2 separate regions of the Ovis aries genome follow, and region 2 is linked to region 1. A link is a contact called in public Hi-C data. All regions are on one chromosome and are shown on one strand. The core of a region is the stretch at or near the end of the contact, and the rest is flanking DNA. Distances in the headings are between cores, read along the strand shown. Region 1 overlaps LOC121818076 (a long non-coding RNA gene). Region 2 overlaps LOC121818076 (a long non-coding RNA gene).

Region 1 (6,269 bases), core at 2,624-5,123:
AGATGAACAAAATCACCTTTCATTTCTACTCTGAGTGTGACATGACAGGTATCACCCTCTTTCTGTTCAGACAGCCACCTCTCCTCGGACATACAGAAGTGGGCAAATTTGTATTTGGATTCTGTCATCTTTGTCTAGAAGAAACCAAGCTAGGAATTTAATAATAGAGTGTCATTAATGTGTTAATAAAAGGCTGTTATTGACTAAAACAAAGGACATCTTTTAAGATGGAATAAAACTATTAGACTATCTGAAAGTGGGCATGTGTGAAAAAACAGTATTAATATTGAAAAGCATCATTTTTTACATTTTAAGAATGCAAGCACTTTTATTCTTTTTCCTGACCTGCTCCATCTACAGCCAGTCAGCTTATTGGCAGAGCTGGGGTGAGGGTGGGTGGTGGGCATGGGGTGAATGAAGTAAGAGGGGCCTGAGGCCAGCCCTGCCATGGCTCCAATGCAGCTCAGCGGGGCCACATTCTAGCAGCAGATGGCACCCTGGCTTGGGCAGCGCTGAGCACCTCCCATCCCTTCCCTGTGATGGAGGAAGCTATGGCAAATCTCTGAGCGTCCGTGCGCTGCTGATAGCTGATGATGTGGGCTTGGTCCCTGGGGGTCATCGGTCAAGGGTTAAGAAGAAAGCCAATCATCCAGCCATCACTCTAGTTTTGAGTCCCAGCCCAGCTGCTTGGGAGACAAAAATGAAAAGTACAACAAATGAAATACACTCTGTGCCCACCTTTTGGCAAGAATCAATGAAGCTGAGTGTACTCTTTGGTGGAAATCTCTCAATGTAAAAATCGTCACTAGTTCTTGTCTCTAGAAACCATCACTTCTTTCATCTTTGTGCTCATCTTGGAATTTTCGAAATATCTAAGTGTAAATTCAGCTTTAAAAGCCCTATGCATCATGGGCTTGTTAGCAGTTTCTAGCATTTTCTTGATGGTCGGAATCAGAAGGAAATAACCAGTTGCAGTACCTTTTTACTGCGCTCATCACCCCCGGCCCAGTCCTCGGGGAAGGACACAGAAAACAGTTCCCAGGATGACGGTGCACCTGTGAACAGCCGCAGGGTGGCGGCCGTCAGATGCTGGAGCTGCCAGAGCCCCCAGCTGCCACTGAGCCTGAGGAGGAGGGACTCGCCCAAGCCAAGAACCACGCCTGCGCTTCCCACCACACCAGCCCCCACTCCTCCGGAGTTCCAGGCCTCTGCGTCCATCCAGGACTGTCACACTGCAGCCCCCAGCCCAAGTCCCATCTCCAGGGAAATCACCCCAACCTGCTGCTCCACGTTGATTTCTTCCTCGCCATCCTGCAGCCCTGTGCATTTAGGATAGCTGACAGCAGTACTTGCTGCATTCACTTTCAGCAAAGAATCTTCCTGCAACCTTCCTGAACCAGCTACAATTTGGTCTCCTCCTGTCTTTCCAGTAAAAAAAAAAAAAAAGCGAGTTGACCATCACCTTCCCAACTCCACTCACTTTTCTGCCTAGGGTCTTTCTCCTCCATGCTAACCCCACTGTGAGCTCCAGAAACCGACTCTCATTTGCCATTTTAAAGAGCAGCCGTAAAGGGACATAATGGAACTCCCCCACCCACTGGCGACTCCTAGGCTGGCTTCCCAACTTGGGGAAGGTAGAGTCCGGCTCTGGCCACTGGAATTCTGCTCACTGTGGGCTCAGCTGGCCGGGGAGGCCGTGTCTCAACTTCACTGACTCCCTGAATTTTGAGTCTCCTCCCAAGATAACTTCTCATAGGTCTCATGGTTCTAAGTCCTCTAAGACTCCCCAAGTGGGAAGAGTTAAGTGTTCACTTTTTTGTGAGATTTTTCTTTGAGGCCTGATGATAACTGATGTTGTGGGCTTGGTCCTTGGAATTCACTGATCAAGGGTTAAAACGACAGTCACCAATATTTAACCATCAATTACTAGCTTTTTCTTTCTCTTGAAAGAGGCCACCGTATTTGGCCAAGTGCATACAATGAAGGGGGCTTCCCAGGTGGTGCTAGTGCTAAAGAACCCGCCTGCTAATGCAGAAGACAGTAAAGAGTGGCGAGTTCGATCCCTGGGTGAGGAAGATCCCCTGGAGGAGGGCATGGAAACCCACTCCAGTATTCATGCCTGAAGAACCCCAAGGACAGAGGAGCCTGGCAGGCTACAGTCCATGGGGTCGCAAAGGGTCGGACATGACTGAAGCAACTTAGCATCCCTGCAAACAGTGAAGAGTGTGAGAGCTGAAGATACTGATACAAAAGTAAATCCCTTCCTTCTCACAAGTCACTCCTGAAAAATCAGGGCAGCCAGGCCTCAGTGTACAGAACTCTCTTAACCATGAACTTAACCCGATCCATGCCTTTGAGCAGCCAGGGCTCAGTAACTGGTTGACAGAGATGCCATCTGATAAGCAAGCCGGAGCAGTCCCACTAGCAAGAAGCCAGTCTGGGCCCCAACACTGCCCCATGGAGGCAAGGAACCTGCCTGGGGGTAGCCCCACGTGTACCATGAGCCTGAGCGCTGGCCCTGCGTCTGGGAAACTTGGCAAAGATTCCTGGGCCCATGCTTCAGGCTTGGCATAAAGTGGGTGGAGCTGCCACTTCCCAATGACTCGGTGGAGCCATTTCCATGGGTCCTGTTCCTGGGCTGTAATGAGAGACCACCGTCCCTGCCCAGACAAGGTGGTGGTCTGCTTGTGTGCGCCCACATCAAAGGCATCTAAAGTTTTCTCATCAAAGAGATGCAGTTGAATCCCCAAAGTTCCACGACACAAGATGACTGCATGGACGTTGATCGTTAGACTGTCGTCATCCAATCCTGCAGTCTATTTTATCAATTGGGGGCCCTCAGTGTGTGGGCTGAAGTGACCTGCACACCTCCTACAGGCAGAGCTCCTTGGTCCAGGGGGAGGCTCAGCACAGCAGTTGGAAGAACCGCACCCGTTCCATCTAGTGAGGCCTCCGCCCTCAGAAGGGGGTGTCCATGGAGAACTTGCCTTGCTCTCACTACAGAGATACGTTGGTACAGGCAGACCGTGTGTGCCTGCAAGTCACAGATGCGGCCTTTTTTACAAAAGGAAGGTCTGCGGCAACCCTGTATTGAGCAAGTCTCTCCAAGCCATTCTGTCAGCTGCATCTGCTCACTTTGTGTCACATTTTGGGACTTCTTGCAATATTTCAAACTTCTTCATTATTCCTGTGTCTTCTATGATATCTGATATCAGTTATCTTTGATGTTACTATTGCAAAAATTATGAATCACTGAAGTCTCAGAGGATGGTTGGCAATTTTTCAGAAATAAGGTATTTTAAAATTAAGTTCTGTATAATCTTTTAGATGTAATACTGTTGCACACATAACAGACTATTCTCATGGGCCTTGAATGCCTCCCTGTAAATTCAGACTTCAAACTATAATGTCAGAAAGCATGGGAGGGGTTTGGACTAGCTGCTTGGGAAGATTCCTCTGGAAGGCCGAAGGTGTAGTGGGAGGGGCTGAACTTCCCAGGTGGCACCAGTGGTAAAGCATCCGCCTGCCAATGCAGGACATGCAGGAGACACAGGTTCAGTCCCCTGGAGGAGGAAATGGCAACCCACTCCAGTGTTCTTGCCTGGAGAATCCCACGGACAGAGAAGCCTGGCGGGCTACAGTCCATCGGGTCCCAAGGGTCAGACACATGAGCAAACACGTGTTCCCATTCTGACAATGGAGCAGATGGAAATGAAAATAAGATACAGTGCAAAGTTCAGAGAGAACGAGCTAGAATCTGATCAGAGAGTCAGGGAGACGAAAAGGAGGAAAAACAGAGCCCAGCGGGGGAGCTGAGACTAGAGGACCCTGCAGCGACGGTGGAACTAGGGCGCCCTCTTCTGGACGTAAAAGCCGGCTGTGAACCACGCCGGCAGCACACGCCAGCACCACCTAAAGGTCTTTCCAGAACTAGCTGATGCTGAGTCAACACTAACTTTCAAACACCTGCTGCTGCTGCTGCTGCTGCTGCTGCTGCTGCTGCTGCTGCTGCTGCTGCTGCTGCTAAGTCGCTTCAGTCGTGTCCAACTCTGTGCGACCCCATAGATGGCAGCCCACCAGGCTCCCCCGTCCCTGGGATTCTCCAGGCAAGAACCCTGGAGTGGGTTGCCATTTCCTTCTCCAATGCATGAAAGTGAAAAGTGAAAGTGAGGTCGCTCAGTTGTGTCCGACTTCGCGACCTCATGGATTGCAGCCCACTAGGCTCCGTAACTAACAAATTGGTAATTCAGTAGTAATTCAGACAGATCTATGCAAACAGAGGCTGTCCAAGCCAGCTGCTGTGTCTTCTAAAGCACACTGCCTCATACTCAGATATGTTTAGTGATAACACAGGATCACACTGGACAGAAGGCAGAAGAGAATATAGTCTGTGGGAGAAAAAGCAAGGAAGGTCTTTGGGGGAATGTCAAATGTGATAAAGGGCTGAAATGGTGATCTTTAGCTGCTAAGGCAACACTGGAATACTTCAGGCTACTGAGAGTTGAAATGCGGAGGGTCTGAACAACTTAAGAATACTGCGCATGCAACCTGGCAAAGAGAACAGCGGAAGGAAGCCGGCTGCATGGGTGTGAAGCGACTCAGCGCGAGGCCTCTGGGGCTTCCTCACGAGGTACCCCCAGCACCCTGCTAGGCTTTCACCCCGCACCAACTCCCTGATTTCCACATCCACCCTGCGATGCACACATGTCCTGCACAGAGAGAAAGGGCTGCTCCAGCCTCACAGGCGTGAGAAGAGAACTGTCAGCAGCCTTCCAGCGCCCACTGCACGACCCCCGCGCCCTCCAGTCTCACCCCCCACTCGGCGCCTGGGCGCCCCCAGCTCCGGCCTTGCTGCCGCCCGGCTATTCCTCACACAGCTCAGGACGCAGGGGCTCCGCACTGGCTGTTCCCTCTACTGGGAATGCTTTTCTCTGAAGTACAAGCAATGTGTCTCTCACTTTCTCCCAACCTCGGCTCAGATATCACATCCTCAAAGTCGTCTCCCTGATCACTCAATTGTACACATACACACACCACACACACACACCACACACGCACCACACACATACATACCACACCACACACACACCACACACCTACATACCACACACACTCACACACCACACACACACCACACAAACACAGCACACACATACATACCACAGATGCACTCACACCACACCACACACACAATACACACCTACATACCATACACACTCACACACCACACACACACCACACAAACACACCACACACACACCACACACCTACATACCACACACACTCACACACCACACACATAGCACACAAACACAGCACACACATACATACCACAGATGCACTCACACCACCACACACACACCACACACACACCACACACCTACATACCATATACACTCACACACCACAGACACAAACCACACACACCACACATAGCACACACACACACACTCACACACCACACATACATACCACACACATACCATACCACACACATACCACACACACACACACACACACACACCACACACAATACACACCTACATACCATACACACTCACACACCACACACACCACAAACACACCACACACACACCACACACCTACATACCACACACACTCACACACCACACACATAGCACACAAACACAGCACACACATACATACCACAGATGCACTCACACCACCACACACACACCACACACACACCACACACACACCACACACCTACATACCATACACACTCACACACCACACACACTCACAAACCACACACACCACACATAGCACACACACACACACTCACACACCACACATACATACCACACACACAGACACACACCACACACACATACCACACACTCACACCACACTCACACCACACACACTCACACAAACATAGCACACACATACATACCACAGATGCATTCACACACCACACACACACACAACACCACACATACATACCACACACACACCCACACACACACCACACACACCCCATATACACACACCACACACACATACCACACACAAACACACACCATATACACTCCACACACACACATCACACACTCCTTACACATATCACACACACACACTCTTACAACACACCCCCCACAGACACCCCACAAACACACACGTTCCCCTCAAAGCTTCGTGTTGGCCCACAGCCCTCACCATCTTTACATACTACATTTTCTCTGTGTACGATATCTCCTCTCCACGCCCCAGGACGCAGGGCTCTAAGAGGACCTGGATTCAGTTTT
Region 2 (6,269 bases), core at 1,761-4,260, 150 kb before region 1:
TCCAACCCAAAGTAGATGGTTAGTCCCTGCTTCCTTTTCCAGCCTGCCTCTGTAACATAGACTTATACTAATACTTCCTGTATAGGCTCTAATTGACGGCTAGAAATTAGCCACCCTCAAGAATCCCTTCAATTCTTTCAGAGAGTTTTGAAAGGTTCTTCTCCTATATGTTCCAGAATAAGCTTTTCTGGCGCTTGTCTCCCCATCTCGACCCCTGGCTGCTGTCTCTGGCGGGGCACCTTCATGGTGGTGTGGCTCTTTTGAGAACAGTCCTGCATGGGTGACAGCTGTGTGTGTGTGTGTGTGTGTGTGTGTGTGTGTGTTTTAAGTCTTTACTGAATTTGCTGCAATATTGCTTCTGTTTTATGTTTCGGTTTCTTGGCTCCGAGGCATGTGGGATCTTAGCTCCCAACCAGAGATCTAACCTGCACTCTCTGCACTGGAAGGCAAGGTCTCAACCACTGGACCAGCAGGGAAGCCCACAGCGATGCTATTTTACCCTAAAACCCAGACTGGAGAAAAGACACTGCTTTCAGGGGCTCCAGCTGCTAGGAGAAGCAGTTTCTCTTGTAATCTTAGGTCTACTGCTTCCTAGTATATGTCAGTGTTTCAAACAGATTGCTTTACAGCCAATCCACTTGGTGTCTTTAATTAATCCTCACTTATCCCTCAAGTGCTGACATGAATTGAGCTTTCTCTAAATGGGTGGGTCTCCTCTCTCTGTGACCTCTGGTCTGAGCAGTCTATTCTAACCCTTCTTACCATGTATTCTTTCTTGCTATGGCTGTTTGTACCGGTGCCTACTTGATGCAGCCTCTGTTCTCGACTGGCTTTATTTATGGAATACTTCCTTTAATATTAATATGTGCAATGATTCACCAATTAAGTTTTCCTGAAAATCCGTAGAAACTAGTAAGTCTAAAACACTGAATTATTTCAGATCAAGTGAGAAAAGATGCTCAACAGTAAATATCATTTTTAGCTTTAAGTATAAAGAGTAAATCAGGGGACTTCCCTGGTGGTCCAGTGGTTAGGAATCTGCCTTGCAAGTCAGGGGACATGGGTTAAATCCCTGGTCGGGGCACTAAGATCCCCACATGCCACGGAGCAACTGAATCCATGAGCTACAATTAGAGAGTCCATGCAGCACAGCAAAAGACCCTGCATGACACAGTGAAGATCCTGTGTGCTGCAACTAAGACCTAGCACAGCCAAAAAAAATTTTTAAAGGGTAAATCAGGATCTGAGCAGAAGTTAATGCAAACCTGATTATTTCCTTTGATTCTGATGCAGCTTAGTACCCACGCATGCCTCTGGTAGCTGGTTAATAAAAGTTTGCAAATTTCTGCTAGAGGCTAACTAACCTACTTACTGAGAAGTACAACATCCCAGTATTAGTTTCAGTCTAACAGTATGCAGACCAGCCTATTAATTGTGATTCTCCACTGAGGTATTCTGCATTCTGCACCTTAGTTACTTGGTATAAATGTTCAGCCAAGCTTTTCTGTAAAGAGAAAGATTTTTCTCTTGGGCTTCATAACAGATGGCAAACCACAAGAGAAGGCAGATTTATTGTTTCATTTGTGGAAAAAAATCTGTCAAGAGAATTCCATGTATCTTAAGAAAGACTCAACCTTCAGAACTGAGAGTATGCATTCATAAGATGTTATAAATACTTTATGCTGCCCTGTTTCACCACTGTTAGTAAATTCTGAGTGCTGTGGAGGAAGGGGCCTCGGGCTGGAGAGTCAGACACCAGTTCAGAAACCCTATGCCACCTAAAGTTGTGTGTCCGAGTCAATCACTTAACTTGTTCACCGTGTATATAACATCAGGATTACAATAACCACCTCTGAGGGCTGGTTCGATTTGAGTGAAGGCATGGCAGTGGCATAAAACACTGGTTGAAATCTAGCAGGTGACCAACAATACAAAATCCTTTCCAATGATCTCCATGGATTCATTAAATCTGCATTTCCCACAGTGTACCTAATCAACATCATGACTTTAATAGTTACTACACAATGAAAGCATTCTGTGATTAAATGTGTTTGGGCAAAACTGGGTTAAACAAAGAGCAGATGGCTTAAAGATTCTCTCCCCTCCCCTCCCCTTTCTAAGCTGCAGGACATCCAGGAGACTTTTATGCGGATCTCTAAAGCAGAATTTCCCAGCCTTATTTGAGCATGGAGTCCTCACGATCATGGAACAGTAGCAATTGCAAGGTACATTTAGGGAAATACTAAGTTATCCTCCACCAGAGACAAATCCTTCAACCACAAATGCCTTTCTTGTTATCCATACTACGGAATTAGGATGAGACTGGTTCTCAAATATTTTCTTCAAAGAACTTTTCTTTTTTTCTTATTACTGTTAATATACTTGAAGGAAAGACAATGGCTTGCTTGAAACCATAGATATATTTCTCCCATTATTAAAACAGAGCTCTGATTTGGCATATTAAGTATCGACTATACTTAGACACATTTGCACAGAGTTCTAGAAATTTTTTAAAAAGTGGAAAAAGACCAAAAGGCTGTTCAGTCTCATCTCTGTCAGGGCAGGGATCCTTTCAGAGCAACGTTTTCTGACTTTTTCAGGCTAATAATTTTGTACAGTCAGCATTCAGAAGTGGTGTTCTCTTTCATCACCCAAATCTGCAAGAGGAGTGAGCCTTTTTCATTTCTCTCACTTGGAATAATGAGGATTAAGACTTGGCTGCCTGGCGAAGCTTCTAGCTATTTTCACCTTCTTGAAAACAAGCAGGAGAGAAGAAAATGTCAGCCTGGATGAAAGAAGGAGAGGGCAAGGAGACAGGGAGCCTGGTTGCCCTTGTGGACGAACAAACTACAGCTGAGCCAAAGGGACTTGGCATGCCTTAATGCTGTGCTGTCATTGTTTGGAAATCCTCCCTAATTTTTCAACAAATGAGTCTACATTTTCACTTTGCACTGAGTCCCTAGAATTATGTAGCTGGTCTTGGAGGGGGAAATTGAAGACAGGGTGTGACGCTTTCAGTGTCTGGTGTGTGTTGGCTGGAATCTAGCACTGACCGAGGTCATATTTGGTCAGAGCTCTTGACGCAAATGCCACTGACAGAAAAATAAAATATTTCAGCGGGCTAAACTCTGTGGCAGCCAAAAAACAAATTGAAGTGATAAATATATATTTTGTGGGTGAGGCTTTCTGAACTAATAAAATCTGAAATCCTTAGGAAGTTACAGAACCTGAACAAACAGCCTGGGGATTACTAAGCTCTTAATACAAACCCTCAACTTGCTCAGCCATCAATTTCCTTTATGAAGAGTTGCCATGGTGATGTCTATCACATCTGCCAATCACTTCTCTGCACCATTCATCTAGAAAGTAAGTAGTTGATATTATACACAAAACAGATAACCAACAAAAGCCTGTTGGCTCAGTGGTAAAGAATCCGCCTGCCAATGCAGGAGATGCAGGAGACACAGGTTCAATCCCTGATCTGGGAAGATCTGATAAGCCATGGAGCAACTCAGGCCTGTGCCACAACTATTAAAGCCCACATGCCCTATAGCTAGTGTTCCTAAACAAGAGTCAAAGGAAGCCACTGAAATGAGAAGCCCTCACACTGCAACTAGAGAGCAGGCCCCGCTCGCTGCAACTAGAGAAAGCCTGCACAGCAACACAGACCCAACACAGCCAGAAATATAAAACAAAACTATATCCAATATCTTGTAATAAACTACCATTGAAAAGAATTTGAAAAAATATATGTATATAACTGAGTTACTTTGCTGATATCTGAAATTAACACAACATTGTAAATCAAGTATATGTCAATTAAAAATAAATTTTAAAAGGCAAAGAAACAAATAAAAATTAAAGATAGTAGCAACTTTCCTGATGGTCCAGTGGCTAAGACTTGGCACTTCCAACCCAAGGGGCCTGGATTCCATCCCTGGGCAAGGAACTAGCTCCCTCAAAGCACAACTAAGAGTTCACATTTTAAAACTAAAGTTCCCCCATGTGGCAGCTGGGACCTGGAGCTTTTATTATGTTGTTAAGTTCAGTTCAGTTCAGTCGTTCAGTCGTGTCCGACTCTTTGCAACCCCATGAATCGCAGCACGCCAGGCCTCCCTGTCCATTACCAACTCCCGGAGCTCACTCAGACTCACGTCCATTGAGTCAGTGATGCCATCCAGCCATCTCATCCTCTGTCATCCCCTTCTCCTTCTGCCTACAATCTCTCCCAGCATCAGAGTCCTTTCCAATGAGTCAACTCTTCACATGAGGTGGCCAAAGTACTGGAGTTTCAGCTTCAGCATCATTCCCTCCAAAGAAATCCCAGGGCTGATCTCCTTCAGAATGGACTGGTTGGATCTCCTTGCAGTCCAAGGGACTCTCAATTATGTTGTTATTATTTATTAAATATTCAATATTAAAATATCAAAGATTGGGATTTTTATTATGTTATTATTTTTATTATTAACATAATAAATGAATATGTTTAAATTTTTTAAAAAGTAAGTAGTTGTGGGCTACCCTCAGAAGAAATACTAAATAGCAATCATTTCAGCCATTTTGGATGAATCATCCATTGGGATGACAATGTTTGAAAGCACGTTCAGACCAAAATCATAACCCCACCATTGATTTTTTTACTCATTAAGAATATTTGAGAGCTTTATATAGACATAGTTTAATACATTATAGATGCTTAGGAGAAAACTGCAGAACATATAAACATTTATGGAAACATTTTTTTAAACTGACCCAAGAGAAGGCTTGTATTTTCCAGTCAGTTCCATAAGAGAGGTAAATAAAAGAGAAGAGCTTTCGTGTTGTGCCAAAGTGGAAGAACCTGCATCGAAGACTGAAATGTTGCTTGTGAGGAAAAGAGAAGAAAATCAAGAGACTGTCCTGTCACTACAGTCAAAATAGGAGCACTGCAGAGAAGGAGAGTCAGTGGTGGCAATCCATCACCATCCTGGAGCATGGGGCAGGCAAGTACAGAACGGGCAGCCCATTCTCGCCTCTCTGCTTACTTTTCCCTTTTCATCTGAGAGCTGATCTCTAGGAACCAGTCTTGATATCTCTGTGATAAAAGACTTTTAAAAAAATTAATGACATTTCAATGATTGTTAATAACTACTTTACAAATTACTTCAGATCTTTAAATTTGGGGAGAAATTTCCTTCAAGAATCATTTAGCTGTAAAAATGTTTCTATCCATTATTTATTCAACTATTCATTATTTTATGTCCAGCTTTCCCAACACTACTTACTGAAGAGACTGTTTATTCTCCATTTGTATATTCTTGCCTTCTTTGTCGTGGATTGGTCACATGGATCAAAGGATCCAATAAATAAGTGGATCTACTTCTGGGCTCTCTGTTCTTTTCAATTGATCTATGTGTCTGTTCTGTGCCAATATCATACTGTTTTGAGTGCTGTAGCTTTGTAGTACAATATAAAGCCAAGGAGCACGTTACCTCCAGCTTTGCTGTTTTTATTCAAGATTGGTATGGCTATTCAAGATCTTCTGTAGTTCCATACAAATTATAGAATTATTTGTTCTAGCTCTGTGAAAAAAATGCCATCAGCATTTTGATAGGGATTGCATTAATTCTATAGATTGTTTTAGGTAGCACGCACATTTTAACTATATTAATTCTTCCAGCCCCTATCTTTCCATTTATTGTACAGTCTTCAATATACCGCAGCAGTGTGTTATACTCTTCAGAGTACAGGTCTTTCACTTCCTGATTTCACTTCTTGATTTCTCTTTCTGATAATTCACTATTAGTGTATAGACACGCAACAGATTTATTTATATTAATCTTGTATCTTGCAACTCTGTTGAATTCATTTATTAGTTCTAATAATTTTCTGATGGCATCTATAAAAATATTGAGTTACTATGTTGTACATTTGAAACTTCTCTGTAGCTCAAATGGTAAAGAATCTGGCTGCAATGCAGGAGACCAGGGTTCGATCTCTGGGTCGGGAAGTTCGTCTGGAGAAGGGAATGGCAATCCACTCCAGTATTCTTGCCTGGAGAATTCCATGGTCAGAGAAGCCTGGTGGGCTATAGGCCATGGAGTTTCAAAGAGTTGGACATGACTGAGTACACACACACACACACACACACACACACACACACATATGAAACTAACATAATGTTGTAAGTCAACTATATTTCAATAAAGGACTTTCCTGGTGGTCCAGTATTTAAGAATCCACTTGCCAACACAGGGGACCTGGGTTCGATCCCTAGTCCAGGAAGATCC

What was found. Hi-C and Micro-C count contacts between places; a contact is called where the count stands out from the background.
Region 2: a contact with region 1 is called in a Hi-C map of tail adipose tissue, with 10 times the contacts expected there. The contact joins two enhancer-like sites. A contact is called at or near these places in 9 of 16 Hi-C or Micro-C datasets (hypothalamus, liver, mesenteric adipose tissue and 5 more).

What each region holds. Positions count from the first base shown.
Region 1 is chr26:23,137,850-23,144,118 of ARS-UI_Ramb_v3.0, reverse strand. All of the region lies in intron 2 of LOC121818076 (a long non-coding RNA gene), which reads right to left. Among named protein-coding and RNA genes, the nearest start is that of TRMT9B, 79 kb to the left of the region's middle. Within about 2 kb of position 3,873, at least 6 of the 54 cell types and tissues checked have an H3K27ac peak or open chromatin away from gene starts, as enhancers often do.
Region 2 is chr26:23,282,487-23,288,755 of ARS-UI_Ramb_v3.0, reverse strand. The region is part of intron 3 of LOC121818076 (a long non-coding RNA gene); the gene reads right to left. Among named protein-coding and RNA genes, the nearest start is that of TRMT9B, 66 kb to the right of the region's middle. Within about 2 kb of position 3,010, at least 6 of the 54 cell types and tissues checked have an H3K27ac peak or open chromatin away from gene starts, as enhancers often do.